Regions from separate parts of the Mus musculus genome. Here region 1 is linked to region 2. A link is a contact called in public Hi-C data. All regions are on one chromosome and are shown on one strand. The core of a region is the stretch at or near the end of the contact, and the rest is flanking DNA. Distances in the headings are between cores, read along the strand shown. Region 1 overlaps Hgd (homogentisate 1, 2-dioxygenase). Region 2 holds the start of Gm35833 (a long non-coding RNA gene).

Region 1 (6,289 bases), core at 2,753-5,252, 94 kb before region 2:
GTGACACCCTCAGCCCCGGGGTTATGGGAGAAAGGGCTGAGGGAGAGGGGTTCCCAGGAAGGCAAGAGTCCTTAGTCCATGCCTTGACTGGAGCACAGGAAGGCCTTCCATTGGGAGACTAGAAATGGCTCATTAGAGGAAAGCCTATCCCATCATCCAAGTGCAGCAGGCCTTGATGAACAGAGACAGTCTATGGTTTTAGAGCTTTATTGTAGAAAGGCAGGGAGAAAGAGAAAAAATAAAAGAGAGAGAGACTGGCCATGACCAAGAGGAGAGAATTTGAGAAAGGAGAGAGAGAAGAAAGACTAGAGTAAGGGGTTAGAGAGAAAGAGAGAGTGAGGAGGGGATGAGGAGAATAAGAGAGTAAGAGAGGGAGGTGGGGCCAAGCAGCCCCTCTTATGGTGGACTGTTATCTTTACTGTTGCTAGGTAACTGGGAGGAGTCTAGCCTGAAGGTCAGAAGCTTGGGACATTGTCTACATGACTACTAGCCACACTTCTCCTGTGGGGGCTGTGGGGGCAGTAACAGGAGCCTTGAGTTCCAGGATACATGAGGGGACACCTACCGTGCCATGTAGGTGAATTATCACCACTCCAGGGTTCAGACCTCAGCTCAACTGGAGACCAGACTGTCTGTGTATAGCCCAATGCCACCCCCCCAAACACACACTATATAGATAACCCAGATGATGTTGACTCCTGTGGAAGGAGTTTTCTAACAAACACGTGCCTGTTGCTATAAATCCCCATACCTCCTTTCAGTCTGAGGTTTTAGTTTCTTGTTTGTTTCTTTATTTTAGGGTGTGCAAAGGAAAAGGCGCTGCAATGTACACCCAGCAAGTTACTGCTAATTTGGAGTCAAAATGATGACCAATCCATGTCCCTCCCAGGAATTTTCAGACAGGACCAAAATTAAAGAGCTTATTCTTGAAATGGGATCATTAAAAGCAAGCTTATAAAACCAGACAGGAACAGTTAAGGGTAGAACAGTCTGTGAAATATCCAGCATTCCTCTGGTTTAACTGCAAATATTTAAAATGCACGCAACACATATTTATTTCCTAAATGGTTCACCAGCCAAGACCCAGCAGATATTACATACAGAGAACATCATACACAGATACATGCCCTTGTGGCTATTCTTGCCTTTGTAGAATGCCAGTGTTGTAAAAATGCTCTCTAAAGCCTATAAAGGGCTGGGGATATGGCTTGATCACTTGCAGCTCAGGTGTCAGGATCAGAGTTTGGATTCTCAGAAAGCACTAACTTGGAAGATGTAGAGTCAGCGAGTCCTGGAGCAAACTGGCTAGTCAGCCTGGTGGTGAGCCTCCAGTTCTGAAGGTGGAGAGCAGTTAATGAAGATACCCAAAATCACTGTGGTCTTCCACATACACCACAGCTTCACCCACACTCCCCACACACACACACGCGTAAACATGTATTCGTGAACACAAGTGTGCACACACACCTACACAAATAAATAAGTACAGCTCGGTAACAATGAAATTTGTATCTCTGTCACATGTAGTACATTTCTGGATTTGGGAATGAGTGTGCTTCAGAGGATCCTCGCTGTCCAGGTTCCCTGCCCAAAGGACAGGTAAGAATGAGCGGAACACGTGGTATGCTTCAAACCAGAAGACACGCCTCTAGGCCCAATCACTCCACCCAATACTTCTCTTCAAATTTAGCAGGTGAACTGTCCCATTTCCAAGATCATTAGGAAAACGGAGTAACAGCATAATAGCAATAAAAATATTAAAACTGGATTTACATCGGCAATTAGTCACAGCAAAGGATCCAATCCAAATTAGTGAGATTAACTACAAGGCTTCCAGGATATACCTCAAAGTCTAGGATTTTTCCCCCCCCCCCTGGGAGCTCTGTGAACTCCACATGAGAAACTAAATTTCTTGAGAAATATACGCACAGTTGGAGTAGTAAAAAACTACACTAAAAAGGTTTAGTTTCAAAAGTTTTGGGTGGTTATTTCATGATATGGAAAGTACTTATAGACTGAGCAAAGTGGCCTACACCAATAATCCCAGCACTCCAGAGGCAGAAACAGGGGAAGCTCAAATTTGAGAGCAAGTTGGGCTACCAAGACCTCTCTCAAAACAAAATAAAAGAAATGCTCATGATATATTATGTCCTTTTCAAGAGAAAAAAATCCTGGTTATTCTAAGCCTGTATGTCTCATGGGATCCTCATTTTTTTTTTTTTTTGAGGTTAGAACAGAAAGAAATATACAGACATTGAGTTTCTTTGTTTGGCAAGGTAATGTGTCATCATTTATAATATAAAATTTCCACAATAAGCCTGTGTTACTTCTCTAACCAGGGGAAGTCACAAAGGTATTCCAACTGTACATGGGTTGCAGGGGATAGTAACGTGTAGTGGTCCAGAGCCTCCCCTATTCAGGCCGAGATCCCCCCCCCCCCCACACACACACACACTATACTGGTTGATGGGAAGATAAGATGCTTTGGGCATTGCAATGATACCATGTGTTGCCTCCTCTGTTTTAGAATAATCCTCAGGTCTGCCCCTACAACCTCTACGCTGAGCAGCTCTCGGGATCAGCCTTCACTTGTCCACGGAACACCAATAAGAGAAGGTAGACGGCGAGATCAGCTATGGCTTACAGTCTGTGGGAACGGTTCCCCAGACACAGTCGCCCCAAGGTCCTCCTTGTGAGCTGCGTTCTGAGTCACATCAGGGGCATCCAGGCTTGTTCCCAATGAGCGGTTGGCAGAGGAAAGCTAAGGAACAGCTGTACAGGGGCCAAAAGCACGCACGTCCAGTTCCAGTACAAAGGTTCTCTAGAACACCACAGGAAATGTTCCCCACAGTCTGACTTCCTTCTAAGGATTCTATAGCTTCAAATGATAGTCAGAGAAGATTCAGACATTTTTTCCTGGCTGGCTAGAAACATTATGTTCTTTGCCTGAAAATTGATAATCCAAGCTGACGTGCTTGAAAGGTCATGTAGTATGGCCCCTTGTGGCTTGAATTAATAAGGATTTTCCTCTTTGGAATTTGCCTTTCCTGGAAACCAGCACAGTCATGGCATAGTGTGGCGTATCCTGTGCTCTCCCTAATCCTAAAGGCTACCTCAGTGAACTTGCTCGCTAATCAGCTTCTATGCAGCAGGTTGAATGCAGATGCTGAAGACCCAGGAGGCAGTTAAGTGTTGTGATTTGAATTAATCACATCTAATTGTAGGGATTTCAGGGCAGGTCTGTACAAAGAATGATGTTGTTGGCTTAGGAGGTTTGAAGGAGAGTTGGAGTGGGTCTTATGCTGCCTAGATAGAAGGAGGAAGTGGGTTTATCTCCACTGAATGGAGTCTTCCTGAGAAGCAGATGGGCCAGTGAGCACAAAGATCCCCATAGGTGCTAAACCTTGCTTCCCTTCATGATGCAACGATTCCACTCTGCAGGCAGCAGGTCCCCTGCAATTAAGCCCTTGCTCCTTCTTCTACAGTTGTATGGTATTGAACAGGGCGTCTACCCTTTCAGATTCCCTTCATTGGTCAATTGGATCCTGAGAGACAATGTAGGTGAAGGAATGGGGGAAGAGATACAATCTTATATTTGTCCAAAAAGCAAGGATTAAGCTGGTTATTGTGAACACCTGTAATCCCAGTACTTGGAAGGCTGATGTGGGAGAATGAAGAATCTGAGGCCACCCTGGTACTGTGTCTCAAATCACCAAACCAACCAAGCAAACAAGACACAAAACAAAATCAGACAGGTAATCAGAGGTTGCTTCTACCGTTATCTAATCGCTTCCTCTAGACAAGATAAGGTAACCTACAAACTATTCTAATTTATGACCGCCTGGCCTTGATGCCTATGTTTCTGACTCCATAGTCCATCTATACACAGGCCACCTGGTCTCTGGAATCTGCTGCCTGCCCCCATTATTCAGCAGTCTCTTCAGCCAGCAGGAGCTGAGCTCTGTTCCAGGAGGCTGAAAAGGAGCTGCTGGCATTTCATTAAGGAACTGGCAACATTCCCTGCAACAGAATTAAATCTCTGTCCAGGGCAATGTAGTGTAGCCTGGGGAGTTTTATAAGCTCAGTTGAAAAATAAGGGACACTAGGCATGGCTCACCCATCTGCTTACAACTCTCCCTAAAGGTATGCACAAGAGTTTTCTAAAAACATTCAGACCTCTAACAGAAAAGTATGTCCCGCCCCATGTATGGGCGGGTCAGCTTGAAGTTCTCAGCTAGTCACTCCTCAGTGCCCCAAAGCACTAGGAGTATTAGAGGTGCCACCTAACCCTGAGACAGCAGATGTGGAAACGTTTAAATTGTGGTAAAAACCCAGATGATTAAGAATGAGCAGTTCAATAATTGTCCAGTAAGTGAGTGCCTACTATGTGCCAGGCATCTTAGGTAGGTGGCTTGCAGTCCTAACAATCCTAGGAGATGAAGATGAAGAGAATTGGCCTGGGAAGTTGAATCATACAGTCAATGCTAAGACATACACACGTGCTCAGTCCACAGATTCTTGGGAGTTGGAAGGGCTTAGTGAGTCCAGCGTCTGAGGTCATTGCATCAAGAGCTGGAGGAATCAGACAAGCATGGAACAAATCTAGCCTATTTATGGCTCAGATACTCAGTGTCTATCCAAGCAATTTTCACTCTTGAGTTCGGACCGGAGCCTGTTGAGCACAACAGGTTTTCCCTTATCGCAGAAGGGCCCTTATCCCTCCTCACCCTGTCAACCTCTGGAAAGAGTTAGTGACGCGGTGTTCCTCTACCTCCGCAGGCTCTTTTTCCCTTCCTTGAGGCAGATCTGATCCTGGAAAAGAGACCTTTGGCTAAGGCCTTGACATACATAGACAGCAAAACTTAACAAAGACTAGAAAAGCCGAAGTAAACCATAATATACTACATAAAAGCATGGACGTATACTTTTATAACTACATAGTAGAGAACTGAAAATTCTTAAAGTTCTCCCAATTAATGCCAAAAAGACCAAATAAAACCCAACCAATATGGGACTATACAAGTAATTTATAGAAAAATTGCAAGTGACTAATAAATAAGCAAAACTTACTCAACCTTATTCAAAATAAAGGACACATTCAAAAATTAGATTCTATTTTTCACTTTTAAGACTAAAGTAATTGGAGCTTGAGAGATGGCTTAATAGGCAAAAGCACTTACACTATAATCATGAGGGCCTGAGTCCAAATCCCCATCACCTACATAAAAAGCCAGTATGGCTGCACACATTCGTGGAGCACAGAGACAGGAGGATTGCCAGAGCTTTCAAGCTGCCAACCTAAATCCAGGTTCAGTGAAAGACCCTGTCTCATAGGCACAAGGAGACTAGTAGAGCAAGACAGCAATGTCCTTCTCTGGGTTCCGAATGCACACAGACGTGTGTACCTGTGTACACATACAATGCCAACACGTCACACATATATACCACACTCATGTAGAAAATTAAAAACAAATAAATATATTTCTAAAAAGTGAAATTATAATACCATCTTTTACTGGGGAAGATGTGAAGTGTTCCCTCCTCTATCACTAATGGGAAAAGAGAGTAGGCCGACAGTGTGCCAATCTTGCTTATATGCATTAGAGATATCTGAGGAAATATATGAGAGAAGTGTTAAGCGCTGGACCTCTAATAGCATAGAAAAAGTTGTGGAAAAACTGATCATCTCCAGGACTGTCTGAACTTATGAAATTATTTCTCCATTACCATAAATCACTTTGTCACTTTATAGGGCAAAGTTGATTTGTATTTTTAACAAATAACGAAGGCACTCCTTGTATGTGCTCAGGCTCTCTAGGATGTGCTGTCCTGATGTGGAAAACAAGAATTAGTATACCTTGATGCACTTCTGTGGATCTCCATGTACATATTCCTCATGGTGTTTCCTTTTCCCTTCCAGTGTTAGGAAAGGCAAGCCTTCCCTTTTTGGCACTATGTGAATAGGTAGGAGCCAGAACCTCAGCCTGAAGAGCAATGGGCATCGTGGAAGGAGTGAACAGACCAGAGTTACAGCCAGGAGACATTACTGAGGAGTGCTATGTCGTTGCCTCTTACATCCAAGCCCACAGATGGTTGCTGAGTGACTTCTTGATGGCACCTCCAGAGCCAGTCTGTGTCACTCAGAACATTACCTAAAGCTGTGTCTTTCTGTTTTTCTTGTTCTCCCTAGCTGGCTGTATAGGATTCTTCCTTCAGTTTCTCACAAACCCTTTGAGTCCATCGACCAAGGCCATGTCACTCACAACTGGGATGAAGTTGGCCCTGATCC
Region 2 (6,864 bases), core at 4,071-6,570:
CCAGATCAATCTTGCCACTACTTAATTTATATAATTTATTCAGAACAGTTGCTATTGGGACAGTTGCTTGTAGCTCAATACAAGGCTGAGAATGTGCTGGGTCTCAGGGCCAACAGCCACTTGAACATCTAGCTGCATAATTAGCTACCAAGTTCCAGTCTCCTGGATGAATCTGTAATTAAGCAAGTTTGTAAGACACAGTTAGACATATTCCCTTGGTCCCTAGAATGCGCAACATTTACCCAGAGGGCAAGACTTGCAGAAAAACACAGGCCTGGAAAATATTTTATCATGCTTTAAAAGTGTTTTTCTCCCTAGCCAACATACACAATTACAAAACAAGATTTTTGTTTCATTTTAATCAATTAAACATGAATTTTCAGAGGTCTGATCTTATACAGAATTTCTTCACAATGTGCTTTAGAAACAACAACAGCAAAAAAAATTGATTTGATAGTACATGGTGAGATCAATGTATTGCTGTTTCTATCGAGCAATTGAATGAATGTAAGAAAGATGGGTATCCTACAGGGGAAAGATGTTTTCTTGTGTGCCTGAGACACAGCCCCGTTTATGCCTCTGGACATAGCAAGACAGGTCCAGTGGGTGGATCTCACAAAGAGCAAGCAAATGGGAAATTTTCTTTTTTTCCCCAGCTTCTTCCAACTTCTTTCTGTTGTGTTCCTGCCTGTGACTCAGACAGCCTGGGGTGCTTCCCAGGCCTTGGTCTATTTCTTTGTTGTTACAGGGATACCTGAGGAGTTCATTATTAGTTTTCTCATTTGTTTATTTATCTGGCATGGCTGGAGGAGACAAGCATAGGCCACAGAACACATGTGGAGGTCAGGGGACAGCTTGTAGGAGTCACTTCTCTCCTTCCACCACATGAGCCCAGGCTGGACAGCAAGCACCATTGCCCACCGATCTATCTGGATGGGTTCCTATTATTACTGGTTTTGAGACAAAGTCTCAGTATGTAGCAAAGGGCAACCTCAAACTCTCTTTCCCCAGCCTCCCCAGTTGCTACGATACAGGGTGAGCATCACCACACACCCTTTTGGTGGTGAAAAAGCTGGAACTGTGTGTCAGTAAGGATCCTGGCAGCTGAGTTGGTGGCTTATTATCTCTTTCCCTCCCTCCCTCCCTCCCTCCCTCCCTCCCTCCCTCCCTCCCTCCCTCCCTCCCTCCCTCCCTCCCTCCTTGTCATGTCCTGAGATCTGGAAAGTCTTTCTTGTTACTGGAGCCTGAGAGGTGGTTCTCCCTTATTTTCTGCTGCTCAGGGAAGACACCATGACATTACCCACTCGCAGACTTCCTGTCTTGAGTGGCACAGTACCTTCACCACAGGCAGCATGATCAGACTGCAAATCCTTTGCGTTTGAGTCAGCTAAAGAAGAGACAGCGTAAGTCAGCATGGTGGACAATTTCCTTGCCTCCTGTTCCATGTTTGCCCACTTCTGCCTTCAACCTGCGTTAACTGCACCTCGTTCTCAGCCAAACTATATAATTAATTGAGAGCGGGCCTGGCTCTCCCAGAAGCCGGATGTCTTAGTCACTGTTCTATTGCTGTAAAGAGACACCACCACCAAGGCAATTTGTACAAGAAAGCATCTAATTGGAAGACTTGGTTACAGCTTTACAGGGTTTGTCTATTATCATCATGGCAGGGAACGAGGTCAGAGGCAGGCAGGTGTGGTGGTGCTGGAGAAGTAGCTGAGAGCTTTGTAAAGCAAACAGAAGGCAAAGGGGAAGGGGAAGGGGAGAGGGAGAGGGAGAGGGAGAGGGAGAGGGAGAGGGAGAGGGAGAGGGAGAGGGAGAGACTAGATCTGTTATAAGCTTTTGAAACCTCAAGGCCAACCCCAAATGACACACCTCCTCCCACAGGCCACACCTTCCAATCCTTTCCAGACAGTTCACCAACTGGGGACCAGTTGTGTACACATATGACACTATGGGGGCCATTCTCATTCAAACCACCACACCAAATATCCTCTCTGTAGTCTCCTTGCTTTCTCCTCTGAGTTCCCTCCTGTAATGTCTGTTATGGTTCAAACATTTCTTTTAAGTTACTAATTTCCTGAAATTGTGTGTGTGTGTGTGTGTGTGTGTGTGTGTGTGTGTGTGTGTGTGTGTCTTTCGAGACAGGGTTTCTCTGTGTAGGCCTGGCTGTCCTGGAACTCACTCTGTAGACCAGGCTGGCCTCGAACTCAGAAATCCACCTGCCTCTGCCTCCCGAGTGCTGGGATTAAAGGCATGCGCCACCATGCCCGGCTCTGAAATAATATTTTTATATGGAGAATTCTCTTTCTTAAACAGCATAATCCAGCCATTTTTAATACATTCACGAGCATCAACACTTTGTCATTTCATTGTCAGCATCCCCGAAAGAAGTCTGCTTCTCATTAAGTTCCTCCCCATGTCTCCCTCTCCCTTCCTCAAGCACCGGACACCCACACATTTAGTTTCTGTTTCTATGAAGTATAAATGGAATCACACAATACAACATGTCTCAATTCGCTTCTTTCAATTAGCTTAAAGAGTTAAAGGGTCATCCTTGTTAACAGCTCAATACTCCATTTTTGTGACTGAGGCATTCACTGTCCTGATAAGCAACTGGCCAAGGGACAGATGGGATATTTCTGCTTTGGGGTCATGATGAACAATGGTGCCGTGAACATCTGTGTGTAGAGATATTTGGGTGGACATGTTTTTGTTTTAGTTTTAGTTCTCCAGCATATATACCTAGGATTGAAGCATGAGGCTGGCCCAGACCTTAAGGAAACATTTGCTTTCTCTCCAGTCCCAGGATTTTTCCAAAGGGAACGACACAAGAGGTGTCCACTGGGTCTGTAACACTGGTGCTACCATTTCTGAGTCAAACACTCCAGCTCAAACATACAGGCTTTGGGTGGCATTGTTAGACCCAGGAGACAAACCACTGCAGTGACTGTAACAGCAGCTTGCGGCACCCAGTGGGGGGAGGGGGGAATACAGAACCACCCTTTTTGTTTTTTTACCAAGCTCTTAATATATAGAGACAATTTTATGTCAAGGACCTGGTTACTTGAACGATCATCTCCCTGAACCTATGAAGAACCTTGGATTATGGTTCCTGGGGGTGGTGTGTGAAGCAGACACTGAGAGGGGAAATTTATAGTACCAAATAAACAGTCTACAAGCTTGGAACAGGGCTGTGCGCTCCATAATTTCCCATCTCTGACTGAAACCTGCCCCCTGCTGGCCATGATCGGCAGGCATCCATAGCAGGGGCAGTTGAGTAGGTTTCTTCTACCTTATGACTAACAAGTTAGAAAATGTTACAATCCATTCAGCTATTGCAACACAGACATTTCATCTTGCTCAGAGCATTTATCTTTTGCCTGTTTTTTACCCCCTTTCAACCGAAGCAGAGCTTGACTAGTTTCGGTTGTGAATCTTTCATTGGCAATAAATATTATTTGTATTTTGCAGTGTCTGTCAAGGCCATTCTGCTCCCATGGACTCACAAGTCCCCCAAATCCTCTTCTACGGTGACAATAAGCAAGGGCTATTCAAAACGGGAGGTATAATTTGGAGGCTGTCAATTTGCCAGGAATTTTGCAAAGGTGTCTTGCAGATAGAATAAAGGGTCCCCTTGACTTCTGTGGAATATGCGCTTAGCTTAGCCAGATCCCTGCAGAGTGTCAGATGTGTTGGGATCCCACGAACACATGACAACACTTTTCTTTTTTTTCTCCTCCTACATCAACACCCTGCAAGCAGACCCAGAGCACAAAGTCAGCCCTGGAAAGAAGAGGAGCCAGTGTCAACCAGCTGGATGGTGAGAGGAAAACGTGGAGGTTGGCAGAAGGACAAAGGAAAGGCGGCTACCTCGTCCTGAGGGAACGAAAGAGCAAGTGGCCATTTCCGGAGAGCTGCACTGCTCCCTGCAAGGCTGTGAACCAATGGTGGTTTGCCTTCAGGTTAACAAAAGAAAAGGAATCCTTTGGATGTTTGCCCAGAGCCTTTGAAAATAACCTCATGCTACCACCCTGAACAATGTTTTAGGGACATTTAGGGACCCTGAAAGAGGCATAGCTCTTTTATGAAAGGAAAGTTGCTTGTTTTGTTTTGAGACTGGTTCTCACTTTGCAGACCAGGCTGGCCTCTGCCACTGTGCCTCTCCCGGTAAATTGCTAATTTGTGAAGAGGAGGTTTTGAAGAGAAGGGGAGGGGGCATAAGACGGTCCATTCGGGGGGAACAAGCATCCTAGTCACACATCTGAAAATCTGCCCCTCCTTCACGTGATGCTCATACCCTCTGCCTATTGCCCAGGGGTCTCCCTTGCTAACCCAGGACCACTCCCCACGGGTGTGGCTGCTCCAGTCAACAGCTGCTAGCTCCTATATTCTGTTCCTGTTGCTTCAACGCTGGAGGTCCTTCTTTGTCTCTCCCTCAACCGCTGCCTCTGGACTTGGCATTTCTCATACAGAAGGCTAGCCTTTGTGTCCTTTAGGAAGGACAGGGCTTCTACCTTGTTTAATATCAACCTTAAGGAGAGGAGACGAGAGAAGAGGGGGAGAGGCCGGGAAGGAGGGGGAGACAGAGACAAAGAGGGGGAGGGGAGAGAAAGGAAGAGATAATGAGGAGAGGGAAGAAGGAAGGGAGGAAAGGAGGGAGGAGAGACAGACAGACACACACACACACACACAGAGAGAGAGAGAGGGGGGAGAGGGAGAGGGAGAGAGAGAGAGAGAGAGAGAGAGAGAGAGAGAGAGAGAGAGAGAGAGATTTTTTCTTCTGTCTTTCAGAGAACATTCTGCTCTTGCTGTTCTCAGTTCTTCCTGTCTTTTGCAGAGCTTAAGACCGAGGGGAGAGGGAAGGAAAGGAGAGCCGGGTGCGTCTTCGCTGCTATGGAGTTGGATGGCTTATTTTGGATGGCTTCCTATCTAGACCCGGCAGGCCCGCCCCCTAAGCAAAGAGGCCTTGTTTAATGCCAGCGTCACATTTGAGGCAAGAAGATGAAAGTTCAGAAAAAGTCCCCCTTTTTAGGAATTTTTGCAGCACTTTTATTTGCGTGACACATATTAAAAAAAAAAAAAAAAAGTCTGTTCGGCTACCCTCCTGCATGCCCTCCCATTAGCATGGCCCCTTCATAACTGCCTCCTCTGGGCCTTGGGACCTTGGCAATCAGTCAGGGCATTTAAGCTCTGGCATTAGGCAGCAGGATTTGGAAAAGCCAAGACCTTGGGAAAGAAAATAAAAGTCTTAAGTGGTCAAAGCTGGGGTTACGTAATCCTATTTCTCTTGGGATCCAGATGGTAACGTTCTTCAGGGCAGCCAGTAGGGGGAGCTCAGGACGTTTATCAGAACTCCAGCGATCCGATGGTCAGGAGCCAAGTCAAGGCACAAATAAAACAATGAACCTTTGTGGTTTCTCTTCAGCTCTTAATCCCGAGAGGCTTCAACCCGGACAGCCTGATTCCCACCCTGAAGGACCCAGCGACCTTCTCCCAGGACGCCTTAATAGGTTTTCCGGAGTCTGTAGACTCAAATCCCCCGCCCCCTCCTCCTAAGTCTCTCATCGGTTTCCCAGGCTCTTGTGGGCTCCGTGCCTTTCTTTTGTCTTCCTGACTTTCTTGTGTCTAAGTTTCTTTCTTGTTTCTCTTCACTATCCTCGAGTCACTAGTAAAACCTACGAAAAATGCAAGGGGGTGAGCCCACCCCCAGACAAATACATCAAAGCCCCGCACTTTGAATAAAATCTAAAACACGCTGGTAAGCAAAAATGGCGAAGTCCGCCACCACGTGGCCGTGAGGTCGCATCTTTCAAGTCCTTGTCTTTGCATAAGCGGCCCTTTGCTACCCCACAGTGACTTCGGTCTGTCTCTTAACTTCCAGGACTGGGTCTCCTGGGTATTTTAGAGAAGGCACTGTCAGCTTAAAGCGGATAACTCCAGTTGTGGGGTTTCTGATTTTTGAACAACAGTCTCCTGAACAGTTCCAGAGCACAATGGAATTTTTAGAGTTAGGGACTGCTGTGATCCAGATAAGAAGTGGAAAAGCAGTTTTGCTCTCTGCCTAACTCTCCCTTGATCTGTGAGGTTCAGGTTCTCTGGGTGTGGGGGGGCCAGAACTTTTTCCTTTTCATTTGTTTTGAGATAAGGCCTCATATAGCCCAGGTTGGCTTGAACTCACTGTGTATCCAAGGCTATCCTTGCATTTCTGATTTTTCTGCCTTCTCCTAAGTGCTAGGATTAAAGGCATGTACCACACCCCAGGCCAAGTACCTACCTTTATTTACAGAACATTTCTCTTGGGGAACCTTGTATTTCTCTTCAAACTTGCAATTACTTGTGTGTGTGTGTGTGTGTGTGTGTGTGTGTGTGTGTGTGTATCTTTGAAGAAAATAGAGATTACATTCTCTTCCTGGGCTTTTAGACCCTAGGGAATCTAGAAAACATGGCTAAGCATGTTTGTAAAATGCCGGAAGATTGTATGCCAGTCAACTAGCAGAAGCTGCTTGGCCTGAAGCTCAAAGAGGCACTGAGGAGGCATGCTCTCTCTCAAATCTGATGCTGTGGTGGTGTGACTATTGTAGCCTCCTAATTGATGGCTCTCCTAATTGATGGCCCTCCTAATCCCATGGCCCCACCTCCCATTCCACTAATAGTCACATGAGTCCCTGAGAGGAAGAAACTAATTAGATTGGATAGGGCATGATACCCTTCGAGTTAGCCATGCTAGCTTTCTCCAGGAGCCAAGAACGGAAGGAAGCTGAGGTCTTGTCTAAGTCCTTGCCTTGCTAGTACTAGGCGGCTGCTCTCTCTCATTTCCTAGTTCCAGATGCTAATAGGGCTACGTGTAAGATCCAGGTAGGAGGT

What was found. Hi-C and Micro-C count contacts between places; a contact is called where the count stands out from the background.
Region 1: a contact with region 2 is called in a Hi-C map of cerebellum, with 2.3 times the contacts expected there. The contact joins two enhancer-like sites. A contact is called at or near these places in 13 of 484 Hi-C or Micro-C datasets (the N1E-115 cell line, Sertoli cells, cerebellar granule neurons and 7 more) and 3 of 115 datasets of contacts at active chromatin or transcription factors (embryonic hindbrain, embryonic midbrain and embryonic stem cells).

What each region holds. Positions count from the first base shown.
Region 1 is chr16:37,587,164-37,593,452 of GRCm38.p6, forward strand. Hgd (homogentisate 1, 2-dioxygenase) reads left to right here. Exons shown (of 14, transcript NM_013547.3): 2 at 1,528-1,599; 3 at 2,528-2,616; 4 at 6,191-6,289. Among named protein-coding and RNA genes, the nearest start is that of Gm46559, 7.3 kb to the right of the region's middle. Within about 2 kb of position 4,003, at least 27 of the 459 cell types and tissues checked have an H3K27ac peak or open chromatin away from gene starts, as enhancers often do. A contact at or near this core is called in cerebellar granule neurons and cerebellum, where this site is marked.
Region 2 is chr16:37,679,546-37,686,409 of GRCm38.p6, forward strand. It overlaps Gm35833 (a long non-coding RNA gene), which reads left to right and starts at 1,211. Exons shown (of 3, transcript XR_876061.1): 1 at 1,211-1,675; 2 at 3,763-3,962; 3 at 4,838-5,753. Within about 2 kb of position 5,321, at least 216 of the 459 cell types and tissues checked have an H3K27ac peak or open chromatin away from gene starts, as enhancers often do. A contact at or near this core is called in cerebellar granule neurons and cerebellum, where this site is marked.